Regions from separate parts of the Gossypium hirsutum genome. Here regions 1 and 3 are each linked to region 2. The links are chromatin contacts, called in public Hi-C maps. All regions are on one chromosome and are shown on one strand. Each heading gives the region's core, a stretch centred on a gene start, on an enhancer-like site or on the middle of the called end of the contact. The rest is flanking DNA. Distances are from core to core; before and after follow the strand shown. Region 1 has its middle 19 kb from the start of LOC107952266. Region 2 holds the start of LOC107951113 (putative DUF21 domain-containing protein At3g13070, chloroplastic). Region 3 holds the start of LOC107951411 (aspartyl protease AED3).

Region 1 (3,208 bases), core at 250-2,749, 450 kb after region 2:
GTCTTTAATTTAAGTAATAATGTAACATAATTTTAAATTAATATACAAGAGAAAATTTACTAATTTTCAATATTAATATAAAAACACTAATCAATAATAAGTCAGAAAAAAATCTACTAATTTGATGTAATGCTCGGATGATCCACAAACGTCAATGCAATTGTATTTGTACACGACGAGTCAAATTTCAAAAGTAACATTTTCTTGGATTCTCCATTATTTTTTCTTAGCTGCTTCACAACCATCTTATCTTATATCCTTACTGGCTTCACGAATTTCATGATACTTCACTCAGACCCATTTAACCTTTTCGTTGATATTCATTTTACGTATGGTTAGATTTAATAACTATACGGTTATACGATATAAATATAATATGAAAAATAATTAAAATTAAAAATTAAAAAATTCGTACTACGCACGAATAGACGAAAATATAAGAAAATAACATAAAGTATATAATAATCTTTTGTAACTAATATATTTGCCACAAGGAATCTAACTTTTTCTTTTCTTTTCTTTCCTTCCATTCTAGAGATAATGTTTATAAATATTCAAAAATACGAAGGTTCATGTTCATAAAAATAATTTTTTATAATCTTTATTCATTTTATAATTTAAGAATAATCTTAATTAATAATATTTAAAGAAAATTGTATCATTTTAATAACTTGAAAATTTGAATTCATTCTAAATATTAAAAAAAAAAACCTTTCAACTTTTTCTAACCACTTGGTATTTTCTTAGAACTTCAAACAACATATCGTTTGGCCAAAATAACAACACAACAACATAAGGTAAATCAAATACAATATTGTACCTCAAAACATCATGCCTCATTCCTTATTAGTTAAAAACATACAAGGAAATAAACCCAAAAGGGCAAGAAACAGCTGGGAAGGAAAGTTAAATACAATATGGCTTTTTAAGGTTATTATTATAAACAGAACATGACATAGAGTTACATTATTCTGACTCAGATGCGGGTATGGGTATGGGTATGGCTAGGTTTGAAAGATAACATTCCCATATACACGAGTATGGTAATGAGTAGTTCAACAAAATTGAAGGATTGAGCAACATAGAATATAAGTAATAGCTGATACAAGGACTTTGAATGAAAGCCAATCCGCAGGGAATTTACAATGGAAGAAAATAAAAGTTGTGAGAAAAAGTAAAAAAAAAAGGGGTGTAATTAGGGGTTGGTAGGATTCAGTCCTCCTAAAATAAAAATTTTTTATTTAAAACCCTTTAAAAATTTAAATTAATAAAAAAATTACATTTTGACATCCTAAAATTTATAAAAAAAATTAATTTAATTTTTTTAAAAACTATAAAAATATAAATTATTAAAATAATAAAATTATATTTTTATTATAGTAAAAATTAAATTTGATTTTAACCCTAAAAAAATTCCAGACTTCGTCCCTTACTAAAAGCCCACTCTAGTACAAGCAAATCAGCCACGGACAGAGAAGACTGAAATGTGAAGCCCTATGGCTAAGGATAAACTCGTTTTATCTAACCCAATTAAGTTCACCACTCCTAGATTCGGTTTCCTCCCAATATGGGCCTCCTATTCTCTTTTATACTCAACTAGTATAAATTCCCCAGCTTCTTTTAGGAAATCTTTTTATATTTTTTTCTTAATTTTTTTATAAAAGATAACGATGTTAGCTCTAATAAAAAAATTTCAAACATATATTTTATTGCTTATAGCACAAATACATATATAATTTGTATTACTTTTAGTAAATATTATTTTACTATCCTAATTCGTTTTCTATAAACTTATAATCAATTATATCAATTGATTTAATTTAATTTAATTTAATTTTAAAACAACCTCTTCATAAAAAAAATCAAACTTTTTATGATTGTATTAGGCTTTTAAATCAAATTATAGTTATGGTTGTAAGAAAATCTTATATTAGTATTAATATGTCAGTAATAATGATAATGTAATATAATACAGTAGCAGTGTAATACTTCTAACTCGTATCCGTCGTCGGAACAGCGTTTAGGAGTATTACCGGAACATTCAAAACATTTTACAAATAATTCATGTAAGTTACTATTCATTATTCGAGAACATTCATAACGTCCCTTAATTGGGCCTTCAAAGCCCAATACGTGCATTAGAATCGAGTAGGGACTTAATCGAGAACTTTAAGAATTTTTTGCGACTTTTCAAAATTTTTCCAAGGTGCAGGGCTCACACGCCCATGTGGTCTAAGGGACACGCCTGTTTGACCCTGGGACACGCCCGTGTTAGAGGCCGTGTTCGACCCCATGTAACTCTCTAACTTGTGCACACGGCCATGTCACACGCCCCTATGCTAGGCCGTGTGGTTAATTAATTCAATTCGAAATTAGGTGCAGGTTTCACATGGCCAATACACATGCCCGTGTTCTAGGCCGTGTGGCACACACGACTGAGACACGCGCCCATGTCTTTGCTCGTGTGCTTAATTCTGAGCATTCTGTTTCTCAAACTTAAGGTGCAGGGGACACACGGCCTAACCATATGCCTATGTTACCAGGCCGTGTGTCACACACGGTCTAGACACACGCCCGTGTGTCAGCCTGTGTGGACAAAATGAAGCCATTTCTAGCTTCGTTTCTAACCCAAAATTTCACCCAAGACCTGCACTTGAAACACACATTCAATACCAACCAATCTAAGCATTCAACTTGAGCAAATCTTATCATTCACAAGGCATATCACTACAAGCATACATGATCACAACCTTACCTTAGTTTAACTTAGGCATTCACAACATTTATCACATATTCTTAACATAACACATGTGTATATATATATCATAATAATCTACCTAGTCATACCAAAATGAACCATTACTAGCCATTCCAGTGGCTAGGTTACAAAATAACATTTCAAGCCACTATTGGCTAAGTTGTCTTATACATGCCATTATACCAAAATGATTTTACTAAGTATATCCAAGATGACTAGTTGATAGTGTGACGATGCTCCAATGATCTTCCAACCTTCACGAGCTTCCGAGCACTATAAAACAGGGGGAAAATAAAATGGAGTAAGCATTACATGCTTAGTAAGTTTGTTTAACGGAAACTAAACTTACCAATCTTGTTTATTAAATCTAGGCATACAATGTTATGTTTCCATCCATTTGGCTAAATTGCCTAAATGCATGCATTCAATCAAACATGTAAGTTACCAAAA
Region 2 (3,555 bases), core at 116-2,615:
GCAAACCAAAATTTAATCTTATATTAACTTAAGCCAGATATCTCAAATCAACAAGGAATCTGCATAACAGTCACAAAAATGAAAATCAAAAGACAAAATCTATAATACTAAGATAAGTGAGCATTGGATATGAGTATAGGTATACTCATTTTTTTCGAAGTTTTTCCATATATTTGAACAATGATACTACATATTTGTGTCCATATATGTGTCAAACACAGGCATAAAGAGTTGGTAACATAAGATGGTATTTATAAACTGACTAAAGCATCTACATTCTTTTCAACTTGCAACAATCCATATCCTATTCATGTTAATTTCCATAACAACAAATATGCATTTATAAGTATAAAAGCTATCAAACCTAGGGTCAAAGAAATCATTACCTTCCAAGGCCATAATGTAGTTATAGCAGTCTCTGCCATCGAGAAGAAAGCTGAAAGACCCAAAAAAATTGTCAAAACCAGATCTTGTTCCTTAAACACTTTAAGAATCATAGATGCCTTAGGCCAAGCATTCCTCAACAACAATATGCACTGCCCAATAACTCCATAACCAGCATTAGCCACTCCGTCTACAGGAAAAACTCTTTTGCATCCAAACACCAATACATCACAAACCATTGCCACCAAAATACCCCTTTTCACCAAAACCATTTTTTATCATTCCTCACACCTTTATTTTCTTCCTTCAACGATCCCACGTGACCAAAACTACCATTTTTAGGGAATCCAAAAGCTTTGAAAGCTTGGGGGTTTGAACAGGTGGATATAACAGGAGCTGGGTAGTGATTGGTTTTAGGTAAAAACTTTGATTGGTTCTTCAAATTTCGATTAAAAAACATGAAAGATGAGGAATTTGTTGAATAAATAAAAATAGGTCGACTGAAAATTGAGGATTCAAGTGCCATTTTTATCAATAAGAATAAATCAATAATTAAAAAAAAAAAAGAAGATCGAAACTTGTTTAAGCCAAAAAGAAGAAGAAGGGATTTTCAGGTTTCAAAGGAAGAGTCGTTTGGTGAAGGAATGATTCTAGTTAGCTGCAAGTGGGATGGCAATATATTGAAGAGAGAAAGAGTTGAATAAGAAGAGAAAATACAGACTGGGTTCGGAGGAAATGGGATAAAAAAAAGGTTTAAATTGATAAATTGGGAATTTGTTGATATTACAGTGGAAGGAAGAAGCATGAAAAAGAAAGGAAAATATTTCAGACGCGTGAAAGAAAGGATAATGGTGAGGGTAAAATTGAAAGCTTTAACTAATTTCTTACCCACCCATTTCCTGAATCGTCATTTTGTGGGGAGATCACCGAATGCTAAACAGCATTTTTGCCCTGAATAAGCCTGTATGGAATAGAGCTGTAAAAGCTTATTACACCCAACCAAGCAATAGTTTAATAATGGGTCCACTGAATTGAGCTGTAATGCATAGATAATACAGCCAACCAAACATGCTGTTAATGTTTGGAAGTTTATGAAGTAGATATGGTTATTCAAATTTGTTATCACCAAACCCTTATATGTATTTGGCTAAAAAGGAAATGTCTAATAAATAATTTAAAAAATTGATGTCATTTGAAATAATGGTATAATCTCTCTTTCCCTTTCACATATGAATAATATATTTTTATTGTATATGCTATATATTTTGTTAAAAAAATGAATATTTTTATTCTTATTGAAAGTCGAACTCAAGGCTTCCTGCTTATCACATGAGTGCTCTAAACAACTGAACAATACAATTGTCTCTGCACATTTTTTAGGTAAGTTATTTATTTGAAAATACACTGTATATTATATATAACAATTCTTTACTTATTTCAAATAAAACTCTAGGTTATGTCTCGTTCTTTAATTGATATATAATAAAATAGATTGATATATAGTAAAATAGCCAAGACTACAACTTTTAAAATGAAAGTAAAACGTAAAGTAATATTTTCTCACCACAAAGTTAGTCTTATATCTGAAAGATAATGCATTAGAAGGCTATGCGCTGCATCTTGTATATAGTGAGTACTTTAGGATTTTATTAGTTAACCCATAAGAAGTAGCATTTGACTTTTCTGCTTGCTTAGGCAAGCTCATCAAAAGTATGCATAATGTTTTTTTCACTTATTTGATTATAAGCTACAAGTTTTGTTAAGATTATAAAGAAATTTATGTAGTTTACGTTCCTTATTCTTTTGACTAAGAATTCAGTAATTTTCGAGTTGATCAATATAGATTCCTTCATCCAACTCGTCATTTAGGAATACAGTCTTTTAAGTCCATTTGTGATGTATCACTCCAATATGGAGTAGATAGCTAATATGCAATTTTTGCTATTGTCAATTGGGAATAAGTCTTCAATCGTCTGTAATTGTTTCCATTTAATCCTTTGAGCCTTTCGACATTGGTATTTTGAACTTTTACGATCTCTAGATTCATGGAATAACAATTTAACTGTTCTAGCTAGACTACAATCCTCTGAAATCCCTACCATCAAAACGTGGGCACTCAAACTTGAAATTTCTTCCCGCTGAGTCCAACGTACTAACCCTCGCCCAAATGGCCAGATTCAACCATAGGAGATAACAATAGGTATTAATTTGGTGGAAATTGTTGAGGTGTATCACGAAGTATCCCTTTACCTTTGTCTGCAGATGAACCATGAGCAGTTGTTGGCACATGCCCTATGTACTGCTCAAAAACATTTTGAAGCTCGGCTCGAATGTCCCCTTTTATCTCCTCATGAAACTCCTTGAGACGAGAGTCTATTCGAGCATCAACCTTTGCTAGGTTGATTTGCAATTGAGAAAGATCCTATTGCATAAGCCCCATGTCCTTTTGCAACCTCGTCGTAATTTTGTCACCGACCATCAGAATTACTGCAGCTTTGATGCCCTTGTTACCGTCGAAAAATTCAGAAAGAGAATTTAATAGAAAAAGAGTAGGAAGAGAGGACAGAGCACGAGAGAGAAGAGAGAGAGAATACGAGGAAAACCAATTCTTTTCATAACCACCTCCTATGTCAGGTAAGTGGTTAAAAAGGAGAGAGAACAGATTCTCACAGCTGTCATAACAGGCCCAAAGCTCCTCGTTTCATTAATAGGTCCCTCTACCCTTGATAACCTTCCCCCCAAAATGTACCGTATTATTAAACGGGTTCAAAACCCAGCGTTTACAACTAAATTAAAAAGAATATGAAATTAATTGAATTTCAAATAAGTGACCGTTGTTGACCGATTTTTGACTTTCATTTTGGCCCATAACATAATATATTTATAGTTGTATATCTATCCATATTATATATAATTATGATGATTTTGGTGAATATATAAATATATATTTTATATATAAACACAAAATTTTATAATAAGTTATTTATTTGAAAATATACTACACATAATATATATTATGTACAACAATGTGATATTTTGGTATTTTTCAGTGGATGCAAAAGACACCATAGTTGAACCTCGTTTCTTTGCGTTTTTGTGATATTGTTTTCTTCTAAAATTGTGTGATGTTGGATTTATTCTTTTTTCTTCAAAACCATGGTAGTTTGGCCT
Region 3 (3,466 bases), core at 868-3,367, 320 kb after region 2:
CAACTAAAATTCAAACAACTTTTTAAGGTATGTTCTTCTACTTATAAATGGGTACTGATCCATCATATCGGTCATCGAATCTTCGCTTGAAGTTCACTAGCTGATCTTTTTGAAAGGAAAAAAAACTTAATAACTTAGTGACTTAAATAAAAACATTCGAATAATTCAATGACTTAAATGAAATTTTTTGAATAGTTCAGTGACCATTTTGTAAGTTTTTGAAGTTGAATGACCAAATCATAAACTTGCGAATAGTTTAATAACAATGCTTGTAGTTTTAAAAAACTAATATTCTGTGTGAGTATTTGGTATTTTGATAGTATATATTTTTTATTCCACAAGCAACTTTAAAAAATTAACATGTTTTTTTTAATATTTTATTATACCACTATAGAACATTTGTCTACTCTCCAAACTTATAAAGTCTAAAAACTCCACTAACAATATGCCAAATATTTTCCACTAATATAGTTAACTTACCTCCATTCATTTTCACAATTAAAAACTTAAAAAAAAATACATATATAATCACAAAATGGTGATTTTTTTTTTGTGATGTTTATTAACTAAACCTATTTTTCATCATATAAAAACACTAAAAAGAGAGCTTACGCATAAAGACAAGAAAGCAAACAAAGAACAAACAAAACAAAATAAAGCCAATAAGAAACTAATTGCAAGCTTCACGAGCAATTCCCAAGCGAGAATTGATCACATCAAAGAGAATCCTATGATTCTGCTGCTGCAAATTGGCTATCACATTCATGGCGGCGTTCACATTGTTGGGGACCGGTGCTATGGCCAAGCATGCCCGAGACCCGGCACTGGTGTGCAAGAAGCTGTTTTCCATTGGCAATGTCATCGACAAGCCTTCGAAATGTAATGTTATTAAAGGTGCCTCAGCTTCTGCTGTAGCATCAAAGCATGTATCAAATACTCCAATTGTTGTAAATGGACCTTTCACATGCTTCACAAACTCATCTCGGATTGCCTTGTAAATGGGCTGGACGAATCGGGTTACAACCGTACCCGAATCTATTATGGTCCCTGCCCCGGTGTTGGGGTTAAACGCTAGGTATTCCGGGGCAATGGGGACTTGAACCCGGCCTACACTTATTCCGGTTAGGTTAACATAGTAAAGTGAAGGTCGGTGTGGGCTTTTTAGGAGTGGGGTGGTTCGAATGTTCTTGGGTTGTCCAACTGGCCCGAGTTTGAGAGAACCCGAAAAGTAGTAGGACTTGAAACTGGGTAGACAATATGAGAAAACACCAGAGTAGAGGGCCCCAGATTGTGAAATAAGTGACATGGGCCCCCGACCCAAACCCAACAGTCCTTGCGGTGGTACTGACCCACCAGAGATGGCGTTTATACATCCAAAAGCAAAATCTGGGACAATGTCATTGGCTAATCCTAAGGAATCTCGAACCAAGTTGGCCGAAAATGATGAATCTCCACCGTAGGATTGGTTAAAAGAGCAAGCCGCAGACCCCGTAGCCGGGCACGACAGCCCATGGACCTGGGCGCATTGGGGCAAACCGCAATCCAACGAACCATAGGTGGAAGAAGTGTTGGGTGAGAAAGTGGTGGCTGAGCACCTGGTGCAGCCGGAGCATGGGACCCAAGCCACATCATTGCTAGTGTCCAATACCATGAACATGAGCTGACCCGGAGTGCCAATCTTTACCCGGACGACATAGTTGCCAATATTTAGGACTTGTTGGCCTGAAGCAATGGGAACCGCAGTGGTCTTTTGGGCTAGAAGGCTCGACAAGTACTTGACCCTTGCTGGGTCTTTTGATGCCATGTTCATGACTGTGTTGAACCATGAGTCAGGTTTGGGTGGGTTGAATGGTGAACATTTGCCATAGATTGGGATGACCAAAAGGTCCGAGTCATCTGGCTGAGAGCCGCAAGGGTCTAAAGCTTTGGCGGAGGAGATGACAAGAGCTAGAAACAGGATAGTAGCTATGAAGTCCATGCTTCCAAAGCTACGATTTCGAAGGATTGAGTTTTGGTTCCTCAGAATTGAGAAGGCAAGAGGATTTTTATACATGCAAATAGTGCGCTTCGAATTACTGAAATAACCTTTCTAATTATTTCAGGAATTTAAATTAAGATTTTTTTTTATACATTTGGTCATTGTACGAGTATCATTAGGTTGGTCCAAAATGGGCCAATCATAATGCTGAAAATAGGCCGCAAAAATTATGTCACTATGGGCAATGATATATGATAATTGTTTAAAAAGGTCCCCCAAGTTGAAGAAACGGGAAACTGAGGCAAAATGACAAAGAATTGAAAGCAATCCCAACAGGATAAAAGAGAGATAAAAAGGAGTGAAATGTAACTTGACTTCAATACTAGTTTTAACAAAGGGATAGTTTGCATTTTGAATTAATGAATAAGAATTAATTTAATTTTTTTAGTAAAAGGAATAAAATGTAACTTGACTTCTATAATAATTTTACCGTTAAAGAAAGCTTAGAAAGAAGAAAATATAATGCAAGCATTAGCCATGTTTTGTCCACCTTCAAACGTTCGCCCTTCTTATTCACCATAATCTCAATCCTATCAAATTGAGTCAATAACAAGTATTATTCTAGCAATAGTTTTACCAAATTTTAGATTATTTGCTTTATCCTTAATGTATAATATAAACATGATCCCATATTAATGAAGTTATAAAAACTAAGACTGGGTGAGTGATAGAAATGAAATTCAGGGGGTAAATGGAGGGGTATAAATAGAATAAAAAAGAGATGAGAAGTTGAGCTCGTGAATGCCTCATGCGGGTGTTTTGTCCCAACCTATGTTTTTACAAATTTTTTCATGAGATAATGAGATGCGGTCGGTCACGGGCTCAATTTAGGCTTTCCTTTTCTCGACTCAACGGTGGCCCCACCATCATCATCTCTATCTAAGATTAAGATCGCAATTTCAATTTCAATCTCATCTCATCTCATCTATTCTTGTAGATTCCATTGCAAATAGCTCTTCTGCCTGCCAGCATCTCATCTATATATTCAGTACTTAATATTATTTTAGATCTACATCTATTATTTTAAATATAAATTAAACTTACTATGTCAACCAATTTCTTTTTCTGTATATTGAAATTCAATTCATTAGCAGTAATACCAGATTTGCATTTTTTAAATTTATTTTTTAAATAAAAGCGAAAAAAAATTATGAAATCAGTGTATTCTTTATATCTGTTTATAGTTCATATAAATTAATTCTTTCAATTTTCATGGTTATTCTTACTGATAATAATATTTTTAAAATTTAAACTTAAATCCTCCTATTAAGAATATAATATATTTTACTATTGCATGCAATATTTATTGATAATGTTCTTAATCTATTATTATCTACTAAAATAAAATCTTAATTTTCTGAACTCAGTTGAGTGACTGAGTTTGAAAAACAGTAGGTTTTCCACTTAATTCCTCAATTGGAAGGGCTC

What was found. Hi-C and Micro-C count contacts between places; a contact is called where the count stands out from the background.
Region 1: a contact with region 2 is called in a Hi-C map of leaf, with 2.2 times the contacts expected there. The contact joins the enhancer-like site here to the promoter of LOC107951113 in region 2. A contact is called at or near these places in 3 of 34 Hi-C or Micro-C datasets (hypocotyl, leaf and seedling).
Region 3: a contact with region 2 is called in a Hi-C map of leaf, with 2.5 times the contacts expected there. The contact joins the promoter of LOC107951411 here to the promoter of LOC107951113 in region 2. A contact is called at or near these places in 2 of 34 Hi-C or Micro-C datasets (leaf and petal).

Annotation. Positions count from the first base shown.
Region 1 is chrA02:18,212,167-18,215,374 of Gossypium_hirsutum_v2.1, forward strand. No RefSeq gene overlaps it. Among protein-coding and RNA genes, the nearest start is that of LOC107952266, 19 kb to the left of the region's middle. Within about 2 kb of position 1,500, at least 2 of the 9 cell types and tissues checked have an H3K27ac peak or open chromatin away from gene starts, as enhancers often do. A contact at or near this core is called in leaf, where this site is marked.
Region 2 is chrA02:17,767,147-17,770,701 of Gossypium_hirsutum_v2.1, forward strand. LOC107951113 (putative DUF21 domain-containing protein At3g13070, chloroplastic) reads right to left here and starts at 1,366. Exons shown (of 2, transcript XM_016886046.2): 1 at 387-1,366. The coding sequence starts at 656.
Region 3 is chrA02:18,083,050-18,086,515 of Gossypium_hirsutum_v2.1, forward strand. LOC107951411 (aspartyl protease AED3) reads right to left here and starts at 2,118. Exons shown (of 1, transcript XM_016886462.2): 1 at 456-2,118. The coding sequence starts at 2,053. The coding sequence ends at 671.